Linked DNA regions of Mus musculus: regions 1, 2, 4 and 5 are each linked to region 3. A link is a contact called in public Hi-C, HiChIP or PLAC-seq and promoter capture Hi-C data. All regions are on one chromosome and are shown on one strand. Each heading gives the region's core, a stretch centred on a gene start, on an enhancer-like site or on the middle of the called end of the contact. The rest is flanking DNA. Distances are from core to core; before and after follow the strand shown. Region 1 has its middle 69 kb from the start of 1700003I22Rik. Region 2 has its middle 23 kb from the start of 1700003I22Rik. Region 3 holds the start of 9130024F11Rik (RIKEN cDNA 9130024F11 gene). Region 4 holds the start of Spats2l (spermatogenesis associated, serine-rich 2-like). Region 5 has its middle 180 kb from the start of 1700003I22Rik.

The links. Promoter capture Hi-C pulls out the DNA fragments that hold promoters and counts their contacts. A called contact is a pair of places that touch in the nucleus more often than the background predicts. HiChIP or PLAC-seq counts read pairs in DNA pulled down with a chosen protein or histone mark.
Region 1: a contact with region 3 is called in a promoter capture Hi-C map of hippocampal neurons, with 5 times the contacts expected there. The contact joins the enhancer-like site here to the promoter of 9130024F11Rik in region 3. A contact is called at or near these places in 3 of 39 promoter capture datasets (embryonic stem cells, hippocampal neurons and liver), 2 of 484 Hi-C or Micro-C datasets (both in cerebral cortex), 2 of 115 datasets of contacts at active chromatin or transcription factors (embryonic forebrain and embryonic hindbrain) and 1 of 9 other capture datasets (embryonic stem cells).
Region 2: a contact with region 3 is called in a promoter capture Hi-C map of second pharyngeal arch cranial neural crest. The contact joins the enhancer-like site here to the promoter of 9130024F11Rik in region 3. A contact is called at or near these places in 6 of 39 promoter capture datasets (cranial neural crest, embryonic stem cells, frontonasal cranial neural crest and 3 more), 14 of 115 datasets of contacts at active chromatin or transcription factors (bone marrow-derived macrophages, craniofacial prominence, embryonic basal ganglia and 11 more) and 2 of 9 other capture datasets (embryonic stem cells and macrophages).
Region 4: a Hi-C map of embryonic stem cells shows a contact between it and region 3, with 5 times the contacts expected there. The contact joins the promoter of Spats2l here to the promoter of 9130024F11Rik in region 3. A contact is called at or near these places in 6 of 484 Hi-C or Micro-C datasets (all in embryonic stem cells) and 2 of 115 datasets of contacts at active chromatin or transcription factors (both in embryonic stem cells).
Region 5: an H3K4me3 HiChIP or PLAC-seq map of neural tube shows a contact between it and region 3, with 6 times the contacts expected there. The contact joins the enhancer-like site here to the promoter of 9130024F11Rik in region 3. A contact is called at or near these places in 10 of 39 promoter capture datasets (the 3T3-L1 cell line, the C10 cell line, cranial neural crest and 6 more), 1 of 484 Hi-C or Micro-C datasets (cerebral cortex), 10 of 115 datasets of contacts at active chromatin or transcription factors (astrocytes, craniofacial prominence, embryonic forebrain and 6 more) and 2 of 9 other capture datasets (adipose tissue and embryonic stem cells).

What each region holds. Positions count from the first base shown.
Region 1 is chr1:56,085,519-56,091,395 of GRCm38.p6, forward strand. No RefSeq gene overlaps it. Among named protein-coding and RNA genes, the nearest start is that of 1700003I22Rik, 69 kb to the left of the region's middle. Within about 2 kb of position 4,168, at least 31 of the 459 cell types and tissues checked have an H3K27ac peak or open chromatin away from gene starts, as enhancers often do. A contact at or near this core is called in cerebral cortex and hippocampal neurons, where this site is marked.
Region 2 is chr1:55,993,050-55,998,673 of GRCm38.p6, forward strand. No RefSeq gene overlaps it. Among named protein-coding and RNA genes, the nearest start is that of 1700003I22Rik, 23 kb to the right of the region's middle. Within about 2 kb of position 4,147, at least 2 of the 459 cell types and tissues checked have an H3K27ac peak or open chromatin away from gene starts, as enhancers often do. A contact at or near this core is called in embryonic limb bud and second pharyngeal arch cranial neural crest, where this site is marked.
Region 3 is chr1:56,970,006-56,976,007 of GRCm38.p6, forward strand. 9130024F11Rik (RIKEN cDNA 9130024F11 gene) reads left to right here and starts at 1,464. Exons shown (of 2, transcript NR_024326.1): 1 at 1,464-1,766; 2 at 4,253-5,191. Satb2 (special AT-rich sequence binding protein 2) reads right to left here and starts at 1,329. Exons shown (of 11, transcript NM_139146.2): 1 at 1,107-1,329.
Region 4 is chr1:57,771,224-57,777,282 of GRCm38.p6, forward strand. Spats2l (spermatogenesis associated, serine-rich 2-like) reads left to right here and starts at 3,638. Exons shown (of 14, transcript NM_144882.4): 1 at 3,638-3,801.
Region 5 is chr1:56,199,658-56,205,757 of GRCm38.p6, forward strand. No RefSeq gene overlaps it. Among named protein-coding and RNA genes, the nearest start is that of 1700003I22Rik, 180 kb to the left of the region's middle. Within about 2 kb of position 1,639, at least 4 of the 459 cell types and tissues checked have an H3K27ac peak or open chromatin away from gene starts, as enhancers often do. A contact at or near this core is called in craniofacial prominence, neural tube and second pharyngeal arch cranial neural crest, where this site is marked.

The DNA.
Region 1 (5,877 bases), core at 2,918-5,417, 880 kb before region 3:
TTACTGAACACAAAAAGAATGTCAGTTGTCATTTTGAGGAAATTAATGCCTAACTATTGTGAAATAAATGCAAATAAGAATAATATTACATGCGATTTAAATATGACACTTAATGCCATCTCTTCCATATGGGAACTATTATATACTGACTTCTTTTCAACTTTATATTCTAAAAATAAATATCAATTCACGTTCATAGAGATTCTCCTCCCAGTAGCAGGAAGAGAACAGTGTTCTTTCATGATATACAGAAAATTTTAGAGCAAGGAAAGCCCAGTTTTTAGCGACCAAGTATTCAACTTGTCTAATTTATTCAAAACATTCCACCACTTTAAGCTGACACATTAAAATAAATTTGACATGACTCTCAGTAGCATTGATCTTAGACACAAAAAAAATTTGTACTTTTTAGTGACCTTGGAAATGCTGTTTCAAATGTTCCATTGAAATTGAGTAAAGGTTTGTATCTTTTAGTCATAGTCCAATAAAAGATAGGAAATTTTCACTGAGATCAATATTTATAAAAATAAAAAATTAAAGTGAGATCAATTATTTGATTATCTAGTTCATTACCTAACAGTGTAAATAATTATAATTAGTAACTAAAAGATTCTTGCATCTCATTAGTTATAAAACTTGTTCAACATTAAAAGCTGGACATCTAAGCTTCATGTAAATGTTAACATATTCACAGACCTTTGTTATGTCCACTTCTCATTTGAATTTAGGGAAAGATGATTATTAAAACTAATATTTTTCCTAGGAAAATGAGCTTGGTTATTATCATTTGATAGCTGGCTTCTAGACATTCACTAATGTGCACTTTCTTTGTAATTTCTTCTAATACTTTTTGACCCAATGAAATTAGCTTTTAGTCAAGCTTTGAGTACATTAATATAATATTATTTTAAAATTAATACACTGTCCAATTGAACAAGTTTCATCACATTGGGATTGTAAGGATAGTGTTTTAAAAATCATACTTCTGGAATTGCTGTATAAGGTGACCGGAGGGCAGGACACTCAAGAGTGAACTTGACTAGACACGATAGTAAATGGCTGCTGACTGTAGGAGTACAGAAGGAACCCCATAAAATCCCATATTCTCTGCATATTGAGAAGATTGAGTTAGGTCTGACCACAATTGCTAGACCTGAGGCAGGGTATTGGGCAGAAGGGAGCAACATGGAGAGGAGCTTGATAGGAGGACAACTTGGGACTAGAAACAGCTGCCCAGAAAGGTATTAGTTACCTTTCTCACAATTGTGACGATATATCAGAGAAGAATTAATGCAAAGAATGAAGGGCTTATTCTGACTTAAAGCTCCAGAGTACATACTATCATGGTGGGGAAATCATGACCAAAGGGGGTGGAGGCTAGCTGATCACACAGAGTCAGGAAGCAGATAGATAACCCAGGGAGTTGGGCCAGTCACTTGACACTAGTGACACACTTCCTCTAATAAGTCTCTAATCTGTACATGTTCTGTAACTTTTCAAAAACAGTGCCACTCACTGAAGAACAAGTGTTCAGACACCCAGGCTTATTGGAACCTTACATATTGAAGCCACAACATCACATAAACCCTAAAGTTTACCTAGGCTGTAAATGATATGTGTTCCATAATGAAATGGAGAGAGCTTATAACATATCAGATATTGAATAGAGTCAAGCTGATTATCGCCTCAGTTGTAGAACAAATAACTCTTGACTAAGAGTTGGAAAGCTATATAGCCCATTAGCCAACCAGGCCTACAGTGAATTCTGTGAAGAAATCTAGTACGAATGCTTATCCGTTAGGGAAGGGTTGTAAAGAATGGGAAGGGGAAAGCTGCTGAAGAGAAAAGAGTAAAGCAGCAGAGACTGTAGAAACAAATGCCACCAAAAGAGGAAAGCAGAGCAGAGAAGCAGTAAAGAATGGAGAGGGGAAGAGCCTTGCGGTATCTCTGATTAAAGCCGTGCAGTATCCGGAGCTTAAGACTCAGCAGGAGTATAATCTTACCCACAGTTTTTGTACCTTATCTGGCAGCAGAATTTTACCAATACAAAGTGGAAAGAGCTTCCACCTGATTTCACAAGACAAGCTGTACCCTAATAACCAAGCTAAAGAGACACCTGTGTCATAAAGAAACCATGGGCCAGTATCCCTGTGAACATCAATGGAAAATACTAAACCTGACTCAACAGCATAGCCTATAATACATGGCCAGGTAGGACTTACCCTAAATATACAAGATTGTATTAACTTTTGAAAATGAATCAACACAATCTGCTGAATTCACTCTGCTGACAGACTGAAAGAAAAGAAACATATGATCATTTCAGTTGATGCAGAAAAAAATCTTCTGACAAAATTTAATATCCATTCATGATGAGGGAAAAATTCTAAGAGAAAAAAAAAGAGGCATTTTTTTTCAGTCTGATAAATGGCAGTTTACAAAAGAAAAAACTGTAGCCCATTGCTACACCATGCATAGACTTAACTCTTTCTGTCCTTCTTGAGAGTAAGGAAGGGATGTGAGTTCATGGAGCGTGGATTGAGCCGTAGAGTGGAGGTCAGAGCTGGTACAGTAAGGCACCTGACAGGAATAAATGGCATTCATGTGAAGAACATCACCATCCTGAGGTAAGTGACATAGTCAGAGGAGAACAGATATTTTTTGTTTGTTTAATGAAACCCTAATGTGTTGCTACTGAATATGAATGTACTTTTCCTTTTTATTTTTACATGTTGAGATTTCTTCTTCCTTATTAGATAAAATAAAGAGATTAATTAACTTTATAGTGGTACTTTGCCAGACTGAAGTTTTCTTTCTTTTTCTATCAGTAAGAAGATTGAAAAATGCTAGAAAATTAATGTCTATGCTATACTGACTGTCTCATAAAGCCTGTTAATATTGATCAAATAAATATCTTCATATTCTTACATGGCAGTTAGCCTACTAATTTTTGGCTGGCTTCATAATATCCTAGTGTATTCTTATAGTTATAACAACTGCCAGGAAAATGTTTGGCCAGACCTCATTCAAGTAAGGAAAGGATATTCATGATTATGTGACATGTATATTTAGAATATAATGTTTCAAGTTAGATTTGGCAAGAAAGCAGTCATGCACTGAAACATGTGAGATATCTTGAGTGTTTTTGGAAAAACCCTCAAAGGAAAATGAGAGTAAGTAGCATTTCCTTTAGCTCTGACTTCTCAATAAACTTTTGGTATGGAAATTTTACTCGACTTTCTTCCTTGTTAAACACAGCTCATTTCCAAATATTCTTTGTTGTAAGAGTCCATGTGACATGTTTCTAAATGAACTCATATTCTGTCCAATGAACAATAATTATTTTTGCTATGATCTTAAGGGACTTTCTACCAAGTCTGTACAAATTCTGAGGTACAATGTAGGTAGCAATGTGTGTAGATGTGTGCACATACTTAAAACATCATCATCAACTCCATTTCTTGTTTTCATTGGCTCTAGTAAGAAACTTCAGCTATCATTTGTATCACAGGCTGAATCTCCTCTCTTATTTTCTCTAAGCTACATATAGGGAACCAATTTTAGGGAACAGATAATTCTGAAATCTGACCTACCATTTACTGTTTGGGAGAACTTCTCTCTGATAACCTTCAAAGTAAATTATGGTGTAGTAATTAACCAAAGCTACAATGGAAAAAAAATTCCAGCTGCTTTAATTGTCTGACTCCTTGCTCCTAGATCCAGCATGACATGTCAAAACCAGTTCTAGTTGGATTTAGTTAATAAGAAAGAGGAGGCATCAAAATTCACAGAGAAAGCAAAAGAAGGCAGTTCAAGTGTTGGTGACTAACATAAATCCTAGATTAGGAGTTTGGTAGAGAGTGGCATGCAGATTGGAAGGTAAAAAGTGGAGCCCACTTGTCTCTTTTCTGTATTGTATATTTCTGGAGACAGTGCTTCTGCTTTGGTAACATTACTCAAGAATATGCCTGGGGAGTCTATTCTTTTATGAATTGCTGCCAAAACAGCTTGGGAAACAGCTGGTGATAATTCTGGCTTCATTCCCCCGCTCAACAGCTGATGTTCAGGAGCAGGGAAGCAATTGTGTGGGTGTGTTCTGAGCCTTGCCATTGCTGCTTCCCCTTCAGCTGCTTCTGCTCCCACATGAAGGAGCAGACCCAGACCGGAAGGCTGAGTTCCTGGGAGTGGCCTCAAAATGAGGACAGTGCTACTAGTACTAGTCTGCTGGCCGGGATCCTGTGTTCTATCACAATGAGGTCACGGGTGGGTGAGGAGAAGCTCTTCTAGCTCAGATCCTTAGCAGCTTTTGTAACACTTGACTTCAACCATCAGTGGACAGCATGGGCAGACAGCCTAGAACAGCAGGGTGACCCTTATCCCTGTGGCAGGTAGCACTGTAACAGGTCTTGTGCAACACTGGGGTACTGGGACCCTGAGCTACACGGTAACCTGCCTTATGACTTTAGTGTCAATCTAGGAAAACTGGGATTCCCAGCCCTTGCTATTGGCTAGAATTTCTATCACCAGACCTATGTGTTGGGATTTTTCCAGCCATTGAGCATGGCTTCTGTTACAGCTCTTGGGCTTAGATGTCTGAGACTTTCTTGGCCCTTAATTCCTGACATCACTCTCTACAAGTTGTTCAGCAACTAGCAAGCTTCTACGTTTTTAAGTTAGGTGTTCTGGGCTTCCTTACTTTTTCCCACCCCTGAAATGACTGAACTCCAAAACATAATATGGCTTCTCGTTGCTATGGTTGCTGCAATGGCTGCCACTGCTAGCTACAACCTCATTTGTCACCAGCCTTTGCTATTGTCCTATTAGCTATTCCTATTACTGGCTGTTGCCATGACTCTTTAACTAAGTCTGTCTCTGCTGCTACCTTCTCTCATGAGTCCCTGCTTTATTTATGGATAATGCTGTCTACTTTTTCAACAGCATTGCAGCCATTCCCATGTCTATACCACCAGAGTCCTGCCCTCATCTCTTGCATTACTTCTTCAGTTTACTATCTCAGCCTACTCAACTAATGATGGATATCAAAAGGAGGCAAGAAGGGGAATATAGTATCATGCCCAATGTTGCAATACTAGGCCAGGAAGCTAAAGTATCTCCAAGCAGCTCAAAAAGAGTGTTTATTCCTACTATCTTCATACAAGCAGATTGGGTTTGCAGAAATCACAGTTTGGGCCCCATAAACATCATTCACAACAGTTCCTCTAACGAGAAGTCAGTGAAAGGGTTCCTTCTCTGGCTCAGCTGGGAAGAGGTATAGGCAAAGACCCACTGTCATGGCTAAGGTCACACTTTTGAGAGTTGGGGTGCATGGAGGCAGCAAGCAATCATGATTGTTGTGCAATTTCTTCAAGGCATTTGTGAATCGTTAAAAACATTGAGGGGTGGTGTAAGAGTCATCTGTCTGCACACTAGACTGATGATGTGTTCTTGGATTCTGTTTATGAGAATCTTATTGAGTAGTTTTGCATCGATATTCATAAAGGAAATTGGTCTGAAAGTCTCTTTCTTTGTTGGATTGTTGTGTGGTTTAGGTATCAGTCTAATATTTTATTTGTGTGTAACATATTTTATGAGTGGATGTGTATTAAGTCCTTTATAGATCATGTGGAATGTGGGAAAGGGGAAAGTAGTCAGTATATTCTCTCCTCTCATAGTGTATGCTATTCCATGTAGAAATTTATAAATAACCATTGTATTAGTCAGGGTTCTCTAGAGTCACAGAACTTATGGATAGTCTCTAGATAGTAAAGGAATTTATTGATTACTTACAGTCGGCAGCCCAATTCCCAACAATTGTTCAGTCGCAGCTGTGAATGGAAGTCCAAGGATCTAGCAGTTACTCAGTCTCACGCAGCAAGC
Region 2 (5,624 bases), core at 2,897-5,396, 970 kb before region 3:
GCTATGCTGAGTCCTTCAGGGTTGGAATGCACAGTTTTTCCCTGTGTGGGGTGGCAGGTGGCTGCCAATAGCAAAGCCGATTGGATGCTTCTGGAGCTCAGGTGGTCACAGCTGTGTGTTCTAATCTCTCCTTCTCTCTTCTGCTATCCCCATCTCCCATTCCTCTCTCTATTGTCACTCAAAGCCCTTGCCAAAAGTAAATAAACTTGTGTCTGATTGATTTATGCTTTGGTTGGAATTTCATTGTGGCCACCACACTATAATAATTCCCAAGTTATTTACTGAAGAGTGTTATGTCCCCATGAAGACCATTGGGAAATATTATGAGGACTGGAGTAATGACTTGGAAAACTAGTTGGAAACTGACTGCTGGAGCCTCAGAATTTTCACCTATTAAGTGAAAATCAGGAAAAACTTCTGTACCTCATTGGGCACTAGAAGTGAGTGCATTAATCAGCAGATGAAAAGGGTTGATTTCATTGCCAGTACCTGAGATGTGCTTGTTCTTTTGGAGGGGAGGGTGTGAGGAAGGTTGACTTTACCTTCCCACTCTCAAGTGGTACTACACGTTGATGCCACCTACAGAAGTCAAGGCAGGAACTCAAGGCAGGACCTGGTCCAGAGGCCATGGAGGAATGGGCTTATTGGCTTGTGCTCTTTAATGGACTGCTCAGACTGCTTTCTTACTCATGCAGGACCAATAGCTTAGGGGTGGCATCACCCACATCAACCATTAATTAAGAAGATATATTGCAAATTTGTCTGCCAACCAGTCTCATGGAGGAATACTTTTCATTGAGAGTCCCTCTTCCCAAATGACTCTAGATTGTGTCGTGATGACTTAAAACTGGTCAGAAGACAAAGGATTTCAGTTTTGTTTGGCCGGTCTCCCTCACCATTACTGTGAGCGAGCTATCACATTCCCTTCTAGATTCAGAAATTATCTACTGAAATGTCCCCTGGTGACTGCAGGGGTTGCCATAGAATGTGGCAGGTTGTTTTTCTGTTTGTGTACAAGATTTATTTTTGATAATGATATATCTGTTATAGAATTGTTTCAACTCATGTAATTTTCTTGCCCTTTAAGATGCCTCAAGTCAGGTTAATCTGGGTCAAGGCAGTAATTGATATTTTGTTCTCATGGGCCTTCACAGTTTTCTTCTCTGGTAGAAATTCTTCAGGACTCTAGGTGTTTAGTAACAATTTGCAGAACAATTCAAAGACAACATCTGGATTTTAGGGGGACACAACTCTTTTTCAGTGATCTTTAAAACAAAACTTGCAGCAAGTGTAAAATTTTAAATTAAAAAAGTGAGAAAAATGAAATAAAAGCACTTACAAACTTTCAACTCAAATGCAATAATGTAATATTTTATAAATGTTCCTTGAAATCCATTTTATGCCTATATTTATACACATTTTCATGACTTTCTTGGCATAAAACACACACTTAAACGCATATGTACATATGGGTATATGTGAAGGATTGATTATAGATTGTTGTCTTTCGTTTATTTTTACTTAATGGTTGCAACCATTTTCAAAGTTGGTTTTCACAGACTGATGTGATATTTAGGCTGATTCTATATTAGTATTGGTAATACTAACAATCTTATCCTGCAAATCTTCATATAATCAAATGTAAAACAGTTGTGCCACAAGGAACGGACCATTCAATGCTCTACCACATATTTACAGTTTGCCTCCAAGAGCTGCAGGCTAACTACTTTTATCAGCCTCAGCAGCAAGAGTGTCTACTTTCTCAAATGCTCATTGATGTGGGTTTTTAAATAAACAGTTAAAAATGTGATGGGAGACAGGGTGAACCTTTTAGGGGAAATGGATGGTATCTCAATATAGTTTACATATGTGACATATATTAATTTCTACATTCTTCCAATTCATTTGGTTTTAGAAAGATAATTAATTTTGTTATATTTAAATTTATTTATATTTATATCTTGAGATTTCTTAGACAAATCTAAATGGCTTGTACTGTTTGTTCTGTCTTTTATTAAGGGTGCTTTCTCTTCCTATATATTAAAAAATTAATGGCCATGTGTTCTTATGATTGGTTTATTTCTATTTAAACTGGAGTGCAGGAGCCTTAATCTGGTTCCTTAAGGGTCCTGAACAGTTGGGTTTTCATGAGATAGAGTTTTACTTACTAAATTTCAGTTTATTCTCTGAATATTCAAATACATTTGTCAACTGATTTTAGAGGAGAAACTGAGACTGTAGAAGGAAGATGACAAATCTGGAACTATAATTCTAATCTTTTGGAGTCTTAAACTATGCCACAAAGAGCAGGGGTCCTGGAGTTCTGACTCTTGGCCATGTCAGAATTGCCAGGAAGATATGTACAAGTTCCCAGCACTACCCTGGCTCCACGGGAACAAAGAACATAACAGAGCTGAGATGTCGCATTGTCTTTACAAAGCCTCTCAGGAGACTCCACTGGAAAAGTATAGTCAACATCGAACGTAATGGGCTCAGAAAAGCTATATCCTACTCAGCCAGGCTATCCCAAAACAAGTCACCCAAAGATCCCGAGAAAGGAGCCATAAGAAGGGAACAAGGAACTGATATCCTTTGGGTTCCATGGTAAACTGGCACTTCTGAGATGCATGAATGTCTTCAGCCCAAGAGCATCAGGAAGAAATGTTAACAGCTCAGGTACATGTCAATGGATTTGATTCTGTGTGTGTGTGTGTGTGTGTGTGTGTGTGTGTGTGCGTGGTTTATATACAGAATCTATCATTTGAAATTAAAATAGAGGAAGTTTGAAGTGATTTCACTGCAGGGTCCTTGCTGAAGGCCTGGCATCCTTGCCAGCTCTTCTGTGAGAATTACAGATTAGCAAAGTGAGAATTGTAGCAGTTTGGCTGTAAAGATATTAAAAAGTCTAGTAAGTTTAAGTTATTTTCACTCCCGGAAAACTATAATCATTTGAAAGATCAAAGAACAAGAGTGAAATTTAAAATAAGATTACATAGTCAAAGGCAACAGTGATGGTTTACCTGTCTCGTTGTACTGTAGAGAATATTTTTACATTGAAAACAACTTGGAGGATTCACCATAGAAGCTTTTAGGTGTATCATATGTTTAAAAAAATTGCTAGGCAGATTTTTTTTAATTGTTATTGTAAGGAAACAATTTCTTTTCATACTAAGATTAGCTTTTCCGTTATTGAAATGTCAGCATATTACTGGATATAAATGAAATGTCAACACCTCTGATCACATCCTTGTCTTGTTTTAAAGATCTGAGTAAAGACAGCTTTCTCTTTTACAGTGAATCTTTTGCATAGAAATTCCAGAGTTGAGGGTTTGTTGACCACCAAACTTAAAAGAAAGTGTTTTTCAATATTGCTTTTTGAAACAAAGAAAAGGAGTTTGGAAGTGTCTCTATGGTTGAATTTGTAAGCGTTGATGTGAGCGGATGCATCATTCCTGAGCCTTATTACCTAATCTTTGTAGACGGGCATCATTATTAACTTTTTATGCAACAACTGTTCCTGTGCTGAGTACGGTCAAGGTAAGAGGTGGAGACAGCATTAGTGGCATGCTCAGGCTTCTTGGGCCAACTCGTGGAGAGATGCTTGTGAAGAACGGAGCATAAAAGATGAAGAGCCCAGCTTTCTCATGAAATTTAAATTGTATAAATTCATAAGATAAAATTACTGCTTTTAGCTTCCCCGTTTTACCGCTATATTTTCTAAACTAGGGCAAGTAAAGTAAAATTCATAATTTATAAACAATCTGTGGGAAAATTAGTGAATTATTTACAACACTTTTGAAAGATGTGTTTGTATCTTACACAAAAATTAGCGACTCTGTTAATCACAGCAATGCCACAAATATGCTGGGAACTAGGACTTGCTAAGTGAGTTTGGGGTAAATAGTCCTGTAACTTAATCTGTGATTGGAAAACCAAGCTGATCTTGAATGGTCTATTTAAACAAGTGCCAATTATTGAATAATTCTCTGACCCAAACAGAAAGTTACTGTGTATGGAAAGACATTTTTCGCTTTGAGTGCTTTATTCCAGATGCCCTTTTAAATTGTTTTAAATTCTCTGTGGGCAGTAGATAACTAAACCTACGGAATGTAGTAATGGCAGGGAGGAAGCAATCATGTCGGCCACTTCTAGCTCAGAGTTTCGGAGAAGGCATCTGTTCTATATGAATTGCAGACTATAAGGACTTTGACAGTTCATAGACCAGACCTAATTTATTAAACTAAGTTTCTAATATAAACAGTAATTTGTTCCAGGCACTGACACTGCAGGTCTGGATTATGTGAGCCAAACAGAGAGAACTGTATTTCCTTTTTGGAAAAGTGTATGCCTTTGGGGCACTGGGAGAAAATAATCGAATATGTCATAATAGTAAATATAATGAACATGGCCGCCTCCTGAGCATAGGCCGGTTCACACTCTCTGCTTCTTAAGTTTTCCAGAAGTTATTTTAAAAGGACTGGGCCATGATTTATAAGCTTCAAAGAACACCTGTGCCTGATATTGCAAATGAATCTGAACAGGGCGACACTCCTTGATAGGGTTGAGATACAGGCTAAATTGCTGTGTAAATATTCCTACCGTAGAACCAACTTTTCTAAGACAAAACTATGAAGATTGTGTTCTCTTATACTCCTTCGCAGTGTTTAATAGGGTGAGCATCCTCATGTGCGTACGTCAAAGTGAACTGCACATCTTAAAACGACTGCTAGAAATAAAGTCAAGACTTTGGAAGGCCTGCCTCAATCCGTTCAAATAATATGGCTATATATAATAGGTTGTGTTTTTGTTGTTGTGAAGGCAATAATGTCTTCTTGTACATCATTGGGATTAACTATCAAATTATTTCCAGGCTGCTTATTTCTATGCAAAGTGAAAAAAAAATCTGAAAATGCTTAATTTTTATTTATTTTGTTTAAATGGCATTGTAATTGCTAGGATGATTTTGTTTGCCTGTGTTTTGGTGTAATTACATCACCCTTAAATATAAGAAACTCATCTTAAGAGGTGGATAAAGGATAACAGCAAGTACTTCTGTGGTTCTTAACTTACCAGTCCAATGATTTATTGGGTGGCTCTCTACTTCCGTCTTTACCCAATGGTGCTCTAAATCATTATGAAGTGTTTCTGTAGGGTGTCTCTCTGTACATGAAACACAAAGTGAAGACTTCTGAAATATTAGCTTAGATGCATCAGATGCCCGTTTATGGCTCATTAGTCAGCAGCTGGGTAAGTGTAGCTGTATTTCCATTAACCATTCCAGAAAAACAGAAGTATACAGCTAGTTCTAAACTAGCGAACAGGTCACTCTGGTGAGCCAAATGTTTACATGTTTCAACAAAAACGGGACACATTCAGTAAGGGAGAAAGATGAGTGTCATTGGATAGGCAATCCACAGTAACTCCCAAAGTTGGGATGAAGAAATAGAATTAATTTGTTGGTAACACCTAACCAATAGATGTTAGGCACATAAGCAAACTCTACACAGTCTTACTCTAGTTCTTACATTTATCAGGGAAGAATTGTTTCAGTATTTTCTCCATGACATTTTTATATAATATGCATAAAATATTATAGCAAAATAAATATGAAGTGAAACCCATGA
Region 3 (6,002 bases), core at 214-2,713:
ACGCTGCAGAAGGGTACCGAAGGGTCCCGGGAAAGCAAGTCCCAACCAAACAAACACTGGAGGTCCCAAAGCTGCCCAGAACTTGAGGTACTAAGACCTGCTCTGTCTCAGGTCCCAAGAGTTAGCCCTCAGTTGTGTGGACAGAGTCGGACCTCGAAGCCTTTAAGCAGTACCCCATTCATTGCGGGCAGCGCTGGCATTATCCTCTCTTTGATAAAGAGCCACCACCACCATAAGCCCCACTTGGGGTGTCAGGGTTTTGAAAGGAGCGTACTTATGGGCGAGAGGTCCCACCAGGCCAGGGAGGGAGCAAGGACTTACACGGGTCCTTAAGCAAATTAATTGCTTGATAAATGCGCTGTGGATGGCCAAGCTGGATCAATGGATCCATGGAATCCCCACCTTTTACCTTTATGGACCAAGTACACTTGTGTACACAAACACACACCTTTGCACACAAAAAAATTAACTATAATTTCACGTGAGCGAGCATCCCAAAACACTCTGAGATTTGGAAAGGCTACCCTCCATCCCAGGATCACAATTATTATTTGGGAGCATTCTTATCTTCATCGTATCCTGGATGTGGTTGTTGTTTTTTAAGCCATTAAGCGTACAACATAAGAGAAAGAAATCTTGATTCTTAGGTACAGGAGCAGGCTTCATTAATCCTAATTTCTAAATCTGGAAAGTTTTTCTCGAGGTCCCTAGGCGAGCAGTGCTCCATACTCTTCAATTTTGGAGGAGTGACCCGGAAGAAGGGAAAACACCTGATGAAACGGCGCCCACATTGTCACTGAAACCCATGAAAGGAACCCCTAATACACCAGGGGCTCTGAGAATCCTCTAAGAGCGCTTTGGACGCGGGAGAAGCCTAGTCGCCACGAGTCCAGACGAGGTGGTGGTGGGGGACAGAGAGGAGTTAAGAAGAATGCGAAAGATGTAGGGAGTGCTCGGAGGGGTTGCCAGTGAAGGCTCCACCGCACTTCCCGGCTTCGCCTAAGCGCGCGTGAGAGCCAGAGCCCCAGAACAGCCGGGGAACTTAGCGCGCCCAGGGCTTCCCGAACTACAGGCGCCGCGTGGGAGCCCTCGCCCAGCGTACTTACTGCTCACGGTCTGTCTGAAACTTGGCTGGCTGGGGCTCTGTCCATGGAGCAAAAGTAGAGAATCCAGGGTGGAAAGTTTTTGGTGAATTGTAGTGTTGTCCTAGTCTTCCTTTCTCTTTCCTCCTTCCCCTTTCCTTTTCCTCTTCCCCGGTCCTAGCGTTTAAGGTCCTGGGTCAGGGTGTCTTCTTCTGGTTCGGAGATGGTTGTTATGATGATGGGGGCGGGGGGCAGTGAGGGAGGAGGAGGAGAGGGAAAGGAGGACTCCTCCAAAGGGGCACCAGAGCGAGCGGGGGAGGGGACGGCGGAGGAGGGGGGGGGGAGAGGGGGCTGAAAGAGCCTTTCACACCTTCGGGTAGAAGACCGGTTCTGGAGAGAAAGGGCTGAGGACTGGGAGGCTGCGGCGGCTGCTGGCTCCTACAGCCGCTAGCTCCAGAGGAGGCGCGGCCAGAGTCGCGGGGACGTTGCCACCAAGAGCGGGGAAGGTGCGGAGACCCCGGACCGCGCGCAAGAGAAAACGCGGCGGCCGCACAAGCTGTCACCTCCAACCTCTCCCCTCGCGGCTGCCTCTGCCAGAAGCCAGAGCCGGACTCACTGACAAGCCGCAGAGAGAAAGACACTGAGAGGGAGATGATTATTAGTTGCGTTGAGTCATCAGGCAAAGTGAGTCCTTTTGGGTTGTCCTCGGTTTCCGATTTCTCCCCCTCCCCCTTTCGGTCCCCAGATCTAGCGCCTTCAAAATAATAATTTGGGGTGGGGGTAGGGGATGTCTCTGGGTTATTTCGGGATGGGAATGGGGGGGACGGATCTAAACCCAAGCCAGACTGGTCCACCGCAATGAAGGAGGGGAGTGGGGGGCGGGGAGGAGGGCTGGGGAGGTTGCGGGGGGAGGGGGGCCCCGCCTGGCAGGAAATTAAACATCAATCAATCAATCGCTGTGAGCACGGCGACCCAAGGAGCCGGGCTGCGGAGGAGGCACAGGGATAGGCGAGGGGGTGGGAGTCAGGGAAAAAGGAGGAAGGGGGGAGTCGGAGGTGGGAGCGGGGTGGCAAGGACCTCATGCACCGGGCGACGAAGGACGGATGGCTGAGGACTGAGTGTGGCGCGAGGCGGTGGCCACGGCCGACGAATGGGTGCGTCTAAGCGCTGACGAACGCCAGGGCCCAGGGTCTGGTCCTCCTCCTTGTAGCAAGTCCAGGGCGCAGCCGCCTCGCCCAGCCCCTAGGCGCACTCGTCCCGGCGCGCAGGCTGCGGCGACTAGGCGGGCGCTCCGTGTCGCGGCTCGCCGCAGAGGCGCAGGCTGGCGCTCGGGAGGCGGCAGAGGCTGCCTCGTCTCCGGGCTCTGTTAATTGCGCCGCCGAGTACTTTCGACTTTGGAGATAGGAGGGCGATCGCCTCCCCCACCCACCGCCTCCGCCCACCACCCACCGCCTCCGCCCCTCGGAGCAACTTTTCTCGGTGCGAGCGAGCTCCCCATCTGCTCGGAGCCGACCGGCCCGGCCCGAAGCGCTCCCGGCCGCGTTTGGGGAAGGCCACTTCTCCCTCAAATCCCGTGCGGCCGCGGGTCCGGAACAATAGCCCGGGTGTCCCGAACGCCTGGAGCGAGACTCCGCCCGTCCGGCTGGCTGTGGGTCCGGCACTGGAGAAAGGGTTGCTCCGTGGGCACAAGGCAGGCTGCATCCCTGCCACTCTCGCCACGCGGGCTACGTTGCGAGCGGCGCAGCCCGAGCTGCCCGGAGGCCAGAACACTGTGCCGGCCGGGGCGCTGAAGCTGCGCGCCCCTCGGGTTGCAGCACTGGGGCTCCCGAAGACCCTCAGCGGCTGAGGACCGAGTTCGGCGCGAGCAGAGCTGAGCCGTGGGGACCTAGCCTCTCCGCCCCGAGCGAGGCCGCGCCGATGAGTCCCTAGCTGGTCCTTCTAAGGCTTAGGAGCCACAAACTTTTGCGGACTCCCGCGGCCCTAGCCTTTCGGCTCGCGCAGCTTTACTTGTTTAAGGTGGCGCGGTGACTGCCCGCCAAAACCCCGCTGCCGGCCGCGCTTTTGTCTTGGCCATTCGGCATGGGCGCGGACCTCCTTAAAAAAAAAAAAAAAATAGCACGTGGGCAGGGGCCGCGGCCCCGGCGAGGTGCCTGCCGCGTCCGGCTTCTGTCAGCCCCTGGAACCTCAAAGGAGAAAATATGAACCAGTCCTCTCCGGCCTTCCGGCCAGAGATGCCCCTTGAGCCGGCGGCATCTCTTGTCCCTTCTGTGCACCGGGGCTTTCCCTCCAGTTCCCCAGGACCCCAAGGACTCGGCTTCCACCGGTTGCCTGAGCCACTAGTCCCCCTTAAGAAGTATTGACTGTACGGCGGCGCCAGAGGGCCAAACTAAATTCGGTTTCGGGAAACGCGCTCGAGGCAATTCTCTAAATCCTGGCCTTGAGCTGGGCCAGTGGAGATTGAATCTGAGAGTAGCGCTGGAGACTGGGCTGCTGTCCACTTGCTTGGTAGCCTACCCCCTTGACCCCACAACGCCCCAAGAGTCGCAAACCCACGGCCAGGGAAGCCTAAGGGCTTCTAAAAGAAAGAGGGTCCCCGAAACGAAACCTGTCCCTGGCCTAAATCTCGGTGCCCAGACCTCGGTGAGTCCCACTCAAAGGAGCCGCCCACCAACTTCACCAGAAGCCCCAGGCGGCAAGGGGAGCCCTGCCGAGCCGAGTCGAGCCTGGCAGGGTAGTAATCCTCCAGAGAGCCACCGCAGTTTTAGGAAGCCTTTTTCTTTTCCCTGTTTTTTTCTTCCCCCAAATTCCGTGCTCCCACGAACATGCCCAGCCAAAGGGGCTAAAGAAAATTCCAAGCCCGTGAAAGCAAAGTGGCTCAAGTAAAATCAGCCCTTGAAGGTAGCTGAAAGGTTGTTTTTTGGTTTTTGGTTTTTTTTTTTTTTTTTTAAAGCAATGAAAGAAAGAAACTGTAAGTTTGATTTACAAACTTTAAAAAAGAACAATGTTATAGCATATCGAAATGAAAAGGGGTGTTTCAAAAACTTAGCTATCGCTGTCAAACTAAGCCTGCTTTTTAAATTGGAAATGCATATATTTTATTTATATACTAACTGTATTAAACCCCCCCCTCCCACCCCGTTTTCTTTCTTACCTTGGTGTTGGAACTACAGAATCCACCTCCGGCCCAATGTCCACGAACTAAGAAGAATTGATGATATTAGGACTTGAGGACTTCTGGAAAAAAATGCAAATCGTTTAGTGGGGATCTTTTTTGTCTGATTCGTCACTATTATTATATCTGATGATGCGATGGTTGGAACGATTCTATCCTGTCATTAATTAGCTATTTTATAAAAATCACTGTCGGAAAATCGTCATTTGCGTTTTGCTAAGGATCTCTTCGCTAACCTCACTGGCGTGTGTCAACAGTATAATTATGAACTTCAGCTACAACTCTTATAAACAACACGGCAGTATTGTTTAATCGGTTAATATTTTATAAAGTGTACATATTTTATTATGCTTTGAGGGGAACTATTGATACTAAGTTATTTTTAAAAAGAGAAAGTCTATTTAAATAAAGCATACAATTAAGTTCAATTAAATGTGCACTGTGGCTAGATTCTACACCCTTTCAAATTCATTATTTCTTTTGTCTATTTTTGATAATGTAAAGAAAATCTACCATTTGGAACAAGTAATTCTAAATTATTTAAAATTACATTTTAAAAATTAAACAAATTACATTTAATATACATGACAATGTGTAATTTGATGTCATTACCAAAAGTGTACTTTGAATGTTGGCAGATTTATTTTTAGTAGAGCATTTTCAAATTTCTCTCGTTTCATAAAAGGAGAATTCTAGAAAGTTTTGCCATGCATACCCAGTGTGAATTTTTCCCTGTAGTTTTGACCCGGATAAAGGCCTTTTCTGTTTCAAGTGACATGTTTTTCCCAATCCAGTTTTGTTAACTTCATTTCAGCTAAAGCAAATATTTTCAAACACTTCTAATTGCTACAGTAATTTATATTTGAAATAACACTTTTAAAACATTTGTCATTTTCATTTTTAAAAACAGTGAATAAATATATTTGATGATGATTCAAAAAACTGTTTGGTTTCATTTTTGTATTTCCCACGACGGTTTATTTCCAAACAATTTTTGAAACAATCATACTTTTTTAAATGGTATAAGTACATTTGCCTTTTAAAATACTTTGATTCAAAACTCCTCCTCACCCCACACACACACCAGATTGAGAATGAGCTACCTCTGTGCTCAGAAAATAAAGTTGTGTGTATGTGCGTGTGGTGGTGGGGGGGGGGGGTTGTAGGTTGTTTCAGACCTCCGTTTTTTGAGGGAGATCTACTCAAACTTTTCTCGGATTCTCCTAGCCCTAAAATTCCCACCTTACCTTAGGTAGTCAAAGGCCGCCTGTCTTTCACAATCACACTGTTATTATTATTTTTAAGCAACAACAACAAAACACTGGGACTTTGCAGGCTGGGGTTAAGTGCCACAGTTTCCCTCGCTTGCTAGACTGCTTTTCTTTCTACCCAGGCCTTTGTCCTCTTAAGGCCTGTTTTGCACTTTTAATGACAATGGTGTTTGATTTCTCCTGTTGCCTCTGCGGTTTTGGCTGTGCGGGTCCTCTGCCCAAGTCGGCTTAGGTTGTGTGCTAGCCTTAGACCACCTAGGCCCGCCAGCCCTGGTAGGACGCCGCTTTGCGTCTTTTCGGCCACGATCTCTGAAGGCCCAGCATTTACCCCCAGCCTCTCTGGCTCTCAGAGGCACTTCCAAAAGTGCGCTGCCTCTTTTAGAGCGCTGAAAGTTTGTGCTGCTTCTCTCTCTCTCTCTCTCTCTCTCTCTCTCTCTCTCTCTCTCTCTCTCTCTCTCTCTCTCTCTCTCTCTCCAC
Region 4 (6,059 bases), core at 2,388-4,887, 800 kb after region 3:
TTAATGTGCCACATTGGGAAGAGAAACAAATGAAGTCCAGTGTCACCCTCCCCAAATCCCAAAAAGGTTTCGGTTGTGAGTAAAAGGGTTGGAGGTATTTGTAACTAAGTAGTCCTGGTCAGGTGTGGCTCTGCCCACCACTGACCCATCCTTGTCTCCATTCCATTATCTCCAGCAATGTGGAGAGATGAGTTGTCAGAATTTCATGGAGACTTTTCCTATAAGACAAGTGCCCCTCCTGTTTCGGACTTTTCCTTCCTCAGCATGAGACTAGACTCCAAGGGAAATTCTAATTCCTTGGGGACGATTGTTTTCATAGTCTGATCCCTGGTGGGAAGAGCACTGTGTTTCCCTTTAGAATGTCTTCACTATTGCCAAGATATCACTTTCCTATTTGTAACCAAAGTGGCTCAGATTGTAATGAAGAAGCAAAGGGCCCAGACCCAGTGACTCCGAACAAGTTCTATTCCTTACTTGTGGTATGTGTCCACTAACGACCACAGATGTGGTACTGCTCAGTGTTGTCACTGGCTCCTGTCTGATGGAGCTGCCATCTCTATGTACCTCACTGTTCTCAGTACTGGAAAGAGATAACATGGAGATCTGTGAACTCTCTCCACAGTTCTACCTCCAATCACTCTCATCCACACCATTGCCTGAAGCAAGTTGCAGGGCCATAATCCAGTCAAACGAAGGGGTGAAATCCCATCAGTTAAAGAGCTGGAATATCTGCAAACAGGTGCAGTTTGTCCATCACCTCCCTGAGGGAGATAACCTGGATCCCACGCAGTGACTATACCCAGTCAAAGTCTGTGATCTCTTTGTGGTAGGCAGTCCCATCTAGCCAAATGCTGCCTGGTGCCCTGGAACCTAGCAACTACTTCACTCCCTGTCTATACCACTCACGCAGATATTGACATTCAAAGGGACAGTGTGCAACTGATGAAAGCCTTAAGCCAGCTTTCCTGAAGGTGTTCCTTGCTCTGAATGACCCACACCTACAGATTCGGAAATCTAGCACAATGGGGATTGAAAAGCTAGGAATGTGGCATTTGACGGAAATCAATACTGTTCAGTCAGCTTTACTGACCCCCATGCTTACAGGAAGCACACGGGGTTGAGAGTGGAGGAGACAACATGGCAGAAAGCGGTAGCTGCAGGTTTAAAATATCACTTTGAGATTTTAAACATGAGGAAATACAAACCAACACACTTTGCCCTTATATATTTAGACATTTGCTGCTGTGCCATTTGTTTGCTACAAAAGGGATCTCTAGTTTTTAAATCTAGTTAATCAAACAGTAAAATGAGTATAATCTTGCAAAATAATTCTGAAGAGAATCATACTGGCATAAACTCTTGGTTATCATTTCATACAATGTACTTTTTTCAAACAATTCTCCAACATCTACTTAAAAACACAAATTGGTTTTTGTTTTTGTTTTGTTTTGTTGTTGCTGTTTTTTCACATTCCATTTCTTTGGGTTTTTACCTTTCCGGGTAATATTAGTACAGATCTATTTTATATGATTTTAAAGATTGTTTACTCTTGACTCATCAAAACGCTGTCTTGTTAGTTATTTGATGTGCAAGACGCTTTTACTGATATTTCAGCAAGTGCTTTAAACCTTAAGGTTTTACTTTTTTTCAAACCAAATTACTTTGAGCAATCAAAGGTCTGAGTTTGATTTGAAACTCTCAATAAGACGTTCAGCAGTCTGATTTCTCTTGCTACGCCGGGTCTAACTCCTGAAAGATAGCATTGTTTCCTTTGGGTTTTCAGACCGTTGCCCTTTCTGGGCAGGGCCACCACGCCCTGGAGATGAGCTGGAGTCAGGTTTGTCCTTCGGTAACTGTTACTCTGTTTTTACATCAGTCCCACGTTTTGACTTCTCTGCTCTTGGCCCACAAAGCAGTTATTATTATAGGTATGACTTACTGGAAAGCCACCCTCAAATATGAAAAGGCCAGGCCTGGCTTCTGAAAACCCTTTCATCCCTCTGGTCTTGAAAGCATTTTTTCTGTCAGACTTCAGTAAGCAAGTTGGATTTGGAGTCCCAGGAAGGTTATGAAGTGGTAGAAGAAAGGAATGAAGCCAGAGTTCAATGTTATTTCCAAAGCCCATCCTGAGGGAAACGATAATTTATTACTTGTTTTTGGAATTCTAGTCATGGGGGAACCTTCGCTCAAAACTTAAACGACTTACTTTGCAAGAAGCCCTGAAATGTGCACCACACTCCAAGTTGAATCATTCCAAGTTACTAATTAATTCTTTCAAATTCAATAAGCAATAGGGTGGCATTTGTCCTTGACTTGTACAGAAGCTGGCTTTTCCGTCTGCACAAAGGTTGGGCCAGACTGGGTTCAAATTCTTCCTCTAGTTACTAGTTGAAAACTTAGACAAGCTATTTAACTTTTTGTCTCCTTTCTTTATTTGCAAATAAGCGAAAAAAAAACATACCTACCCACTGAGTTTATCTGAAGGGTTGGATCAGATACTAAATAAAGCACACTCATTCACCAATCCAGCCTATGGGGTGGGAGAAAACTCCCAGTCAGGTAAGAAAATGAGTTATTTCCTTTCATCTCTTCTTTTAATCAGAGTGACCTTTGTCAACTGGGCTATGATGTATTGTAGATCCGAATGTTACCTGAAAGTGTAATTCGTTTCAAATAACGACTCCCTTAAATGGAATACAATTCCGCTGTTCTGAGCTTGAGAGGCGAAACCGACTGATTTGATATTTGTAGAGGGCTGAGAGCCAGGAAGCCCCCCACCCCACTCACCCAAGGAACAGTTACTGCTCAGAGAAAGGGCGGCTAGGAAGTTACCCTTCAAAAATAAACCTGAGAGCAGCCTGCATTTCCCTCTGCTGCCTCTGGAAGAGGTGTGCGATCTAAAGTGCGTCCATCATGAATAATGCTTGCCTTTCCTCTCCCAACTACTGCACTCCCAGGCAGAAACATCACCAGCCGCTGCCACTGGGTAGCTCAGGGCAGCTCAGTGGGTGATCACGCACGATTAGATGCCCGCGTGAGACCCGGAGTGAAGACGAGGAGCCAAAACACTTCAGCTCAGTCTGATTTCAAAGGTCGGGCTGAGCCCCCAGAGCTCATCCCAGGGCCTGATTTTCCGCGGCTTTTCCGAATAAGCTATCTTTGTTTACATTTGAGCTTGGCTCACTCCCAGAAAGCATTACTACCTTCTGTCCGGAGAAGCATCTCGCCTTTGCAGACGGTGCTGGGGCAGCAAAGTTCGTTTTCCTGGGTAGGGAAGAGCGATTCTCTTGCTCCTCACGCGGGTAGTACCCAGTGTTTGGACAGTAGTGGGCAGTTTAGGGTAGGTGGAGGTTTGGAGGGGAAGGGGAGAAGGTTGGTGCGGGGCAAGCCAATGAAGTGCTGAAGCTGTATGGGGGATTCTTCTAGAAAGTAGGGTGGGAAAGGAGCTAGGGAGGGCGTGTGGAGGGACAGGATCCGTGTCAGAACGTGCGTGTGAGCGGATACAAAACCCAGGGAGGCGTGATCGGCGGCGTGTGTGCAAGCCCGAGCGAGGGGCGCCGGCGGGGTGTGTGCTCCTGGTGAGTGACACGGAGGGGCGGGCGGCCGCCGGGAGGGGGCGGCTGCGCGGGCGGGAGTGTCCCTGCGTGGGGCTGGCGGCGCGGAGTTGAGGCAGTGAAGGAATCCAGCCTGCCCAGCGGCCCAGCGGCCCTACCGCCGCTTTCCCTCAGCTCGCTCTCCGCGCTGCAGGGGCCGCCAGCGCCGCGCCCCGGCCCGGGACAGAGCAGCCGCGCTCGCAACGAGGTAAGCCCGGGTCCCCGGGTCGGGCGGCTCACCAGGGCCTGCGTGGCCAGGGTGGGGGCGATCGACCAGCCGAGCGCCCGAAGGCCGCCTCCCGGGGCACTGGGTGTGGCCCGAGCTTGGCCGACCGGACGCGGAGGTCGCGGTCCTTGCCTTCCCCCGGCGGGTGGTGGGGACAGCGGCGGAACCGATCGCGGACTCGGCCTGCCCTGCTCCACGCGGGCGCCCCCCTGCGCTCCAGCTCCGCGCCGCCGATCTGCCTGCCCGGAGCGGGGCCGCAGGTCCCGAGCGCCCCGCACCCCTCGGCACCGGCGGGATCGGGTCCCAGCGTTCGCGTGCGCGCGTCGAGGGCGCGCAGGGCAGGCGGGAGGGGGCGCCCAGGCCGCCGGACCGAGCGATGTCATTGCAGGGTCTGGGCAGAAAAGCCCCCCGGAGCCCGCGGGCGCCGCGGACTGCAGCCCGGAGCGAGGGTCGTTTCTGAGTCGCGGAGACAACTTGAGTTTTGCGCATCTGGGGAGATAGCAGAGCTTCTGGCGCTCTGCTGGGAGTTCCGTGTTTACTGCGGACACCGGGGTGAAGGATCCAGCCTTCACCTGGACGGGAATGCGACGGAAACCTCCCATCCTTTCCTTCCTCCTTGCGAGTGGAGCCTTCCAGTGCGCAGTAGGGTCGGCATTTGTGAACTTGATGGGTTTTCGGCTCACAGCAGTCCTGGTTTTTAGCAGGTGCCAAGGTTGTGGAGACCTGACACACTCATTAAAGATTCTTTGTAGACAGCATTTTGCTTTGAGTGCAGCACAATCTCTATAGTGTGAGACTAGCGAAAAACCCTTGAACTTCAACCACAGCGCCGTCCTTTCCTTCCATAAAACACATGTAATATTTCACTTGCTTATTTAAAATACTAAAGTATCTGACCCCTTTGCAGCCCCGAAGATTTTAAAGGGGAGAGGGACACGGAAATTTTAGAATTTGTGCAGAGATAGAGTAAGGTCGTGCGGTCTTTATACCGTCATTCAATTTTGTTTTAGAGGAGCATTCATTGCTACTCAGACTCTGTTTCCAGAGAGTAAGCAAATGTGCAGTATGGCAGAGAAAAGAAAGGACAGGAAGTCAGAAATAGAAAAAGACTATTCAAGTAGTAGAAAAAAATATTTTGAAAGAACTCTTTAAAAAGTTGCCTTCTGGATAAAATATTTTATGAGCCTTATGAAATTGTGTTACTTAACCAGAAAGCACTGTTCTGGGAAGATGGGAGACAGTCTTATCAAGGAACTGTAATGCTTTAAAAAATCTGTATATCTGATGTTTGTTGGTTTTTTAACCAGGAACAAAAAAAATCAACTTTGGGAATGATTTTCTATTTGGACAAGGCAAATACTACTTTAGTCTCTAATTAGAGTTTTGAAATAAACTCAAGCTGGGTTAAAAACCTTTTTCTGTAGAGCAACAGAACAGAAATCATGTCAGATTCCGTATGGCTTTAAACACACACACACACACACACACACACACACACACACACACACACACACACACACGACTAGCTCCAAGGGGGAATTTGCATAAAAATACAATTAACTTGAATGCAGAGAATATTTAAGAGATGAAGGGGAAAACACTGAACATCTGGGAAAGGGGTGTATTAATTGGCAATTTTTGTTCTTTAATTTCTGAAATATTAAATGAGTGCCTAGGAATCAATTTAGGTAGTGTGCTAATTTAGTCAGGCAAAATGGCCAGGGCTTCTTTTGTGTCTGTTTTGTTGTGAGGAGCCCCCCACCAAAGTGGTCAATTGCTAGTTTCTCTGCTCGAACTAATTTCAAGTGGCCATTGTGGGAAGAGGTGATCAAAGGAACAAACACTTAGGGCACAGCATGGCAGCCAGTGAAGCGCTGCCACGTAGGTCACCTCTACTTGGAAACGGCAGCTAAGCCTTAGAAATGCCTCATTTTTAGTCTACAATCAGAGGCTAGTACCATTGCTAACAGTGGGTGTTCCTTCATGGCTGGGTGTTTTTTTTTTTTTTTTTTTTTTTTTTTTTTTTTGGAAGGGCAAAGGTGGTCTCCCCTGGAGGATCTTTACAGAACTACAGTCAACATCTTAGGAGATAAGTCAGGATACCAAGTGTCAGATCCGGTTTTGATAAAATGGAAAAAGTAGAAGTTGCTTATGGCAAATTTTAGGCTGCTGCCACCACTCTCACCATATGACAAGAGAGTACATTTTGTATGTATCTAATAGACACTGCTTAGTCACTG
Region 5 (6,100 bases), core at 389-2,888, 770 kb before region 3:
TTTGTCGTATGAGCACGAGGCCCTGGGTTTGAGTCCTAGTACCCTGGCAACAGCAAGCCATAGCTGTTTCTGTTTCTAACCCCTGTGCTGAATAGGAAGGCATAGATAGATCCCTAGAGTTTGCAGACAAGGCAGTCTAGCTGAATCAAGGAGATCCAGGTTTATTGAGAATTACTGTATCAAATAGGAAGATAGAGGATAACTACAGAGTAATTCTGACTCCAACTTCTGGCCTCTGTTCTGTATATTTATGCAAGCACAAACACATACATGTACACACACACACACACACACACACACACACACTGACACACAACATACAACTATTCACTCACATACAAACACATAAAAACTTCTGATGCCTCCACCTGCACACACACTCACACACATGCACACTCACTGACACGCAACTGTGCACACACACTTATCCATGCACAAACATCCTATGGAACTAGTATTTTCAGCTTATCAGAATTGGGTGTGTGCACAATTGTTAGGAAGGTCATGTCCCATGTCTTTTGCTATTTCTTTGTAGCTAATGATGATTAAAAATTGTTTCAAGAACCAGATTTTTATTGCAACAGAATCCAGGAGCATCATAACTATATTTATCACTGAAAGTTTCAATTGCCAGTGATGATCAATTAGTGAAAACAGATTTTAAGGATTAAAACAATAACATGCAGTATTTATCTTTCAAACCATACTTCTCATTAAGAAGTCTTCCCAATTGGCCTATAAAGGGCAATGTTGTCTTTCTCTATGTGGAAAGAGAAGACTTTCAAATTCACACCATATTTTTCTCTCTTTTCATAATTACCCCTGTGTAAAGTGTTTCATTCCATGCTCATTCAAGAGCTAAAAAGAAAGACTGTTTATAATCACCCACAGATCCAATACTTGGTTATCAAATCTTGTTATTCCATCCTGTGATAGTTGGTGGTAATGACACCTTGAAGTTCACTGTTGAAAAATAATTGCACTGCTATGTTTTACATGTTAACTAAAACACACTCTCTGCAGTAATGGTATTCATTGAGTGCTTGCAGAAACCAAGGGGTCATGTGTATTTTAATAACAGAACCATAACTAATTTCAATGAACTAAAGGTGCATACATATGGCAGCATTTTACCTAGACTGACTTTGACAAAGTAGCACTGTCCAATTCCATTTTGAGCAATGGTATGCAAAGATGTCTCCATGACTTTACTTCTGTTCATTTGTTCCATTGACGTGTACTGTGCCCCTGTTTTGGTCTAAGTCTGTGATCGGTCACCAGATTTAAAAGCATCCCTGGAATAAACCTTAGGTATAGCTGAGGAGGGAAGACTTAACTCCTTGCAGAGGTTTTGTATGCTCTGTGCCGTGATGGGACATGTGGATAAGCACTGAACTGGCTCTCAGCCTGTCTGTTTTCAATCTGTCCTGGGATCTGATCTCAGGTGTGTCTCTTTCCCTCCTGCTCTATGTGTATATGCAACAAGTTGAATGCTGTTAACATTGTCCAGAAATTCAGAGCGACAGAACTGGAGGGGTTGCAGTCTGGGAATCTTGGCTTTTGTAAACTGGGGAGAATAGTGGAATGCACACCGTAGCTAGCTAATGACTTCCGCATCTTCTCATATAGACTCTTCTGCCCAGCCACGCAGGAATAGGATATGTATTAGACAGCTAACATCTGGTCTGAATATCTATTAGGACCATATGCTTTCCTCTGCTCCATTATCATCCGAGAATAGATTACGGGAAATCCAAACCAAATGGGGATTTGGGGAAATTTTCAAGGGTCACTTAATAAAGTAATTTTGGTTTTCCCTTTACAAGGAACATAGTACACTACTGAGACCCAAAGACAGCTTCAAAGCAGAAATAACCTGAATTAATAATCACCATTATCATCGCTATGTTTCTCACAGCTTTCAAGTGGGAAATAGAAACTGTCAATTGTCACAGTTACAAACAGATAAGTCCTGCAAGGACTTAACTTGAAAGATAATGTTCAATGGAGCAGTCTTATCTTCCAAATGAAAAGCACTAGCTTTTCTTCTACCTTTATCTTACCAAAATTCTTCCCTGATAGTATTTGTGCGATAGTGACTGGTATTGTTGCTCTCCTACAGATTCCTTGATTCACTATTGTAAGATCTTCATGGCTAAATGATACAACTCCAAGTTTTGATTGCATAAATGCAAACTCTAACAAGTTGTTCTTCAAGTCCAAGTATTGGGAGAATAAAGTGGAGGTCCTTTGGTATTGACTTTACAATTAGAACCTAAGCCTTTGGACTTGAGAATTTGTCTCACATAAAAATTCAATCAAAGAAATGGAAACTGCCTTTGGTTTTAAAGACCAGTTGTTTCTATTCTTTTCAGGAATTGGATTTACGCAGAATTTAGAGCGAATAGTGAAATGTGAGTTATGACATTAACCAGAAGGATGGGATTATATTACTGGTGCTCTACCCTCAGCTTCTTACCTAATACAGGGCAATTTTTTATTTCATCGTAGAGAGGAAATGGAAGTATGTGTTCTCAAAATAAGTATGTTAAGTCTAAACAGACGGTGTTAGATAGGAGAAATGTCTGTAAAATAAAGTGGTCCATATTTCATTATTTTTAAGTCCACACATAAATTGAAATATTTGACAAAACATGAATATGCACAGGGCCATGTGGAAGGTTTGGCTTCACCACGGTGTTAGCTTGCTGGTTAATACAGGTGTGTTTCAGAGGCTAACGTGCCCCTCAGATGCCTCATCTGACTTTGCATCATGGGAACAGAGCTGGCTTAGAGCCCATTTAAATTTGAGAGGTTTATATTTGCCTAATAAAAATGTTGCTGTATTCTTGCTCTGAGTTGAACAATATTGCTCTTACCACTGCCTAGAAATTTCACAGCTAATAGATTTCACTTCTTGTTATTGGAAAATAAAAACAGCTAAAGTATGAAGTTCAGTATTTTACAAATTGTCTTGGGAAATAGATATGGGTTGTAACAGCAATTATATTAGTCATAATCAACTTTAACAAAAACTTAATGAAATCTAAGATGATATAAAAAAACAGAATGGAGTTGAACTTACACTGGGTTGCAGGAAGTCAGAGTATGTAGTGTTTTCAAAAACTTGATTTTCACAATATAATGTTACCTTTACAAACATACAAACATCTTTGTATTGAATAATAAAAAAAATCTATTGTGAACCATATTGTGAACATAATAAAAATATGTAGAAAAAACTGAATAACAATAGTGAGCTTTGCAAATTTCTCTTGAATATTGCAAACAAAACTTATCAGAGTCTTTGGGCACTGCGAAGGCAGTTTGAAATAGAAAGTTTACAGTTATAAATGGTTACATTAAAATAAATCAAGCCGGGCGTGGTGGCACACACCTTTAATCCCAGCACTCGGGAGGCAGAGGCAAGCAGATTTCTGAGTTTGAGGCCAGCCTGGTCTACAAAGTGAGTTCCAGGACAGCCGGAGCTACACAGAGAAATCCTGTCTCAAAAACAAACAAACAAACAAACAAACAAACAAAAAACAACAACAACAACAGAAAAATCTCAATAAGTATCGATCAATCACCCCAAGGTCTTAGAGAACCAGGATAAGCCCAGACTCCCAGGCTGCAGGTGTCAAAAAATGTAATGCAGAATTTAATAAAATAGAGATTAAAGAGTAGAATCCATCAAATAAATATTAGGTTCTTTGGAAGAATAAATAATAATGACAACCTCCTAACCAAACTAAATAAAGCAAATAGACATAAAACCTAAATTAATAAAATTAGACATGAAAAGAGGAAGGCTACTACAGATTACAGTGAAAAATAAAGAATTATTAGGGAGTATTTAAAAATTCATATTACAGAAGAAATAAATAGATGGATTCCTAGAAACATGTGACTTAGCAAAATCAAAAATAGCACTATTTATGAAGATTCGTGGTAATTAATCAGTGCTATTGAAGCAGTGAAAAGAATCTTTTGAGGGAAAATGGATCCTATGGCAAACTAAGCCCAACACGTAAAGAACCAAAGCCAATGCTCCTCAAACTGCTTCATAAGACAGAAGGAGAGGACACTTCCAAGCTCAGGACACAAAGCTAGAATTACCCTTCTATCAAAAGCAGATAAGAACTCAGTCAAAAGTAAAACTGTACGCCAACCTTCCTGATTAACATAGATGCAAAGTGTCAGCTAAATTAGAGCAAACTGGTCTCTGATTTTGCTCAGCTCGTGGATGGCTTGTCCAGTATGCCATAGGTTCATTCCCAGCAGGTTGGCAAACATCTGTAATCTTTTTACTTTGTTTTTCTTTTTTTTTTTCACCACTTTATTTGTTTGTTTGTTTTGATTAGATATTTTCTTCATTTACATTTCAAATGCTATCCTGAAAGTCCCCTATATCCTCCCCCTGCCCTGCTCCCCAACCTACCCACTCCTGCTTCCTGGCCCTGGCATTCCCCTGTAATCTTAGCACTAAGCAGAGAAGTCAGGAGGAAACATTGACCAAAGTGAAGTGACAGCATGCAGAATGGGGAAGAGTCTTCACCAAGTACATTTACGGCAGGAAATTCATTTCATGGGTGTGTAAAGAACTACAAAAATTTACCTCCCCCCAAAAAACACAACAAATGAACAAACAAAACAAGCCCCACAAATTATCCAATAATTAAGTGGGCTAATAAACTGACTAATCAGTTCTCAAATGGAGAAATATAAATGTCAATAAATACTTCAAAAAGTATTGGACACTCTTTGGAACCATGAAAATACATGTTAAAACTGCTCTGAGGTTGTCTTTAAGTCAATCAAGAAAGGCAACCAAGAAAACATAACAAATGTTAGTATGGATTTGGTGAATTGGAAACACTTATTCACTGCTGGTCAGAGTGTAAATTCATGGAGACACTATGGGTATCAATAAAATGGTTAATCAAATAAACTAAAAAAAAGATACCATTGCCACCTGACACAGTTTTTTGGGTGCACACTGATAAATAGGTCAACATTTCATTGAGATGCACATCTGTATTTATTGATATTCACAATAGCCAGGAAACATCTCAGATGTGTATACACAGATGAATGAATAAAAAATGTGATCAAAAATTAAAATTTGTGCATCTATAAATAAAAACTGAGTAATTAGATTTTCAGGAAGATAGAATTAGAAACCATTATGTATAATAATAATAATAATAATAATAATAATAACAATAAACCAGACTGACAATACAGCATGTTTTTCTCGTATGTATGTGACCTAGATTTAAAATGTCTGTGTGTGTGTGTGTGTGTGTGTGTGTGTGTGCGAGAGAGAGAGAGAGGGAGACAGAGACAGAGACAGAGACAGACAGAGATAGACAGAGACAGACACACAGACAGATAGACACACACACACAAAGAGAGACAGAGACAGACAGACAGAGACAGACATACACACACACAGAGACAGACAGACACACAGAGAGAGAGAGAGACAGACAGACAGACACACACACACACACAGAGGGAGAGAGAGAAAGAGAGAGACAGAGAGAGAGAGGAAACTATCAAGGGCATCATAAAAGATGAGGAAGATATGCTAAAGGAGTAGGGTAAGGAGAGGAAAATAGGATAATTTTTAAAAAGCAGATGAGAAACTGAAAGAAAGGGGAAGAGCAAAGCAGAGAAGGAAGCATGTGGAAATAGGGAGGATGAGTGAGAACAAAACACACACGCTCACACACACATATGATAGATCCTATGATAGTTGATGGTATATAATTATGATGATATATGATAACTGATATATGATATATGTTATATAATAGATGACAGAAGGTAGGTGATGATATATGACATGTATGATACATGATATGTGATATCTGATGTGTGATGATATATATAAATCTATATGCCATGATGAAGCCATATATGATTGAGACTAATATCTGATATCTGATATGTGATGATTGATATATATGCCATAATGAAGCCAATCATCTTGTACTCTAATCTAAAAAAATATAGCTCTTAAGGATGCTGGAAGGGACTGTATTCAGAGATTGTGAGTTAAAAGTTTTCATTATATAGACAAACTTTTTCGCAA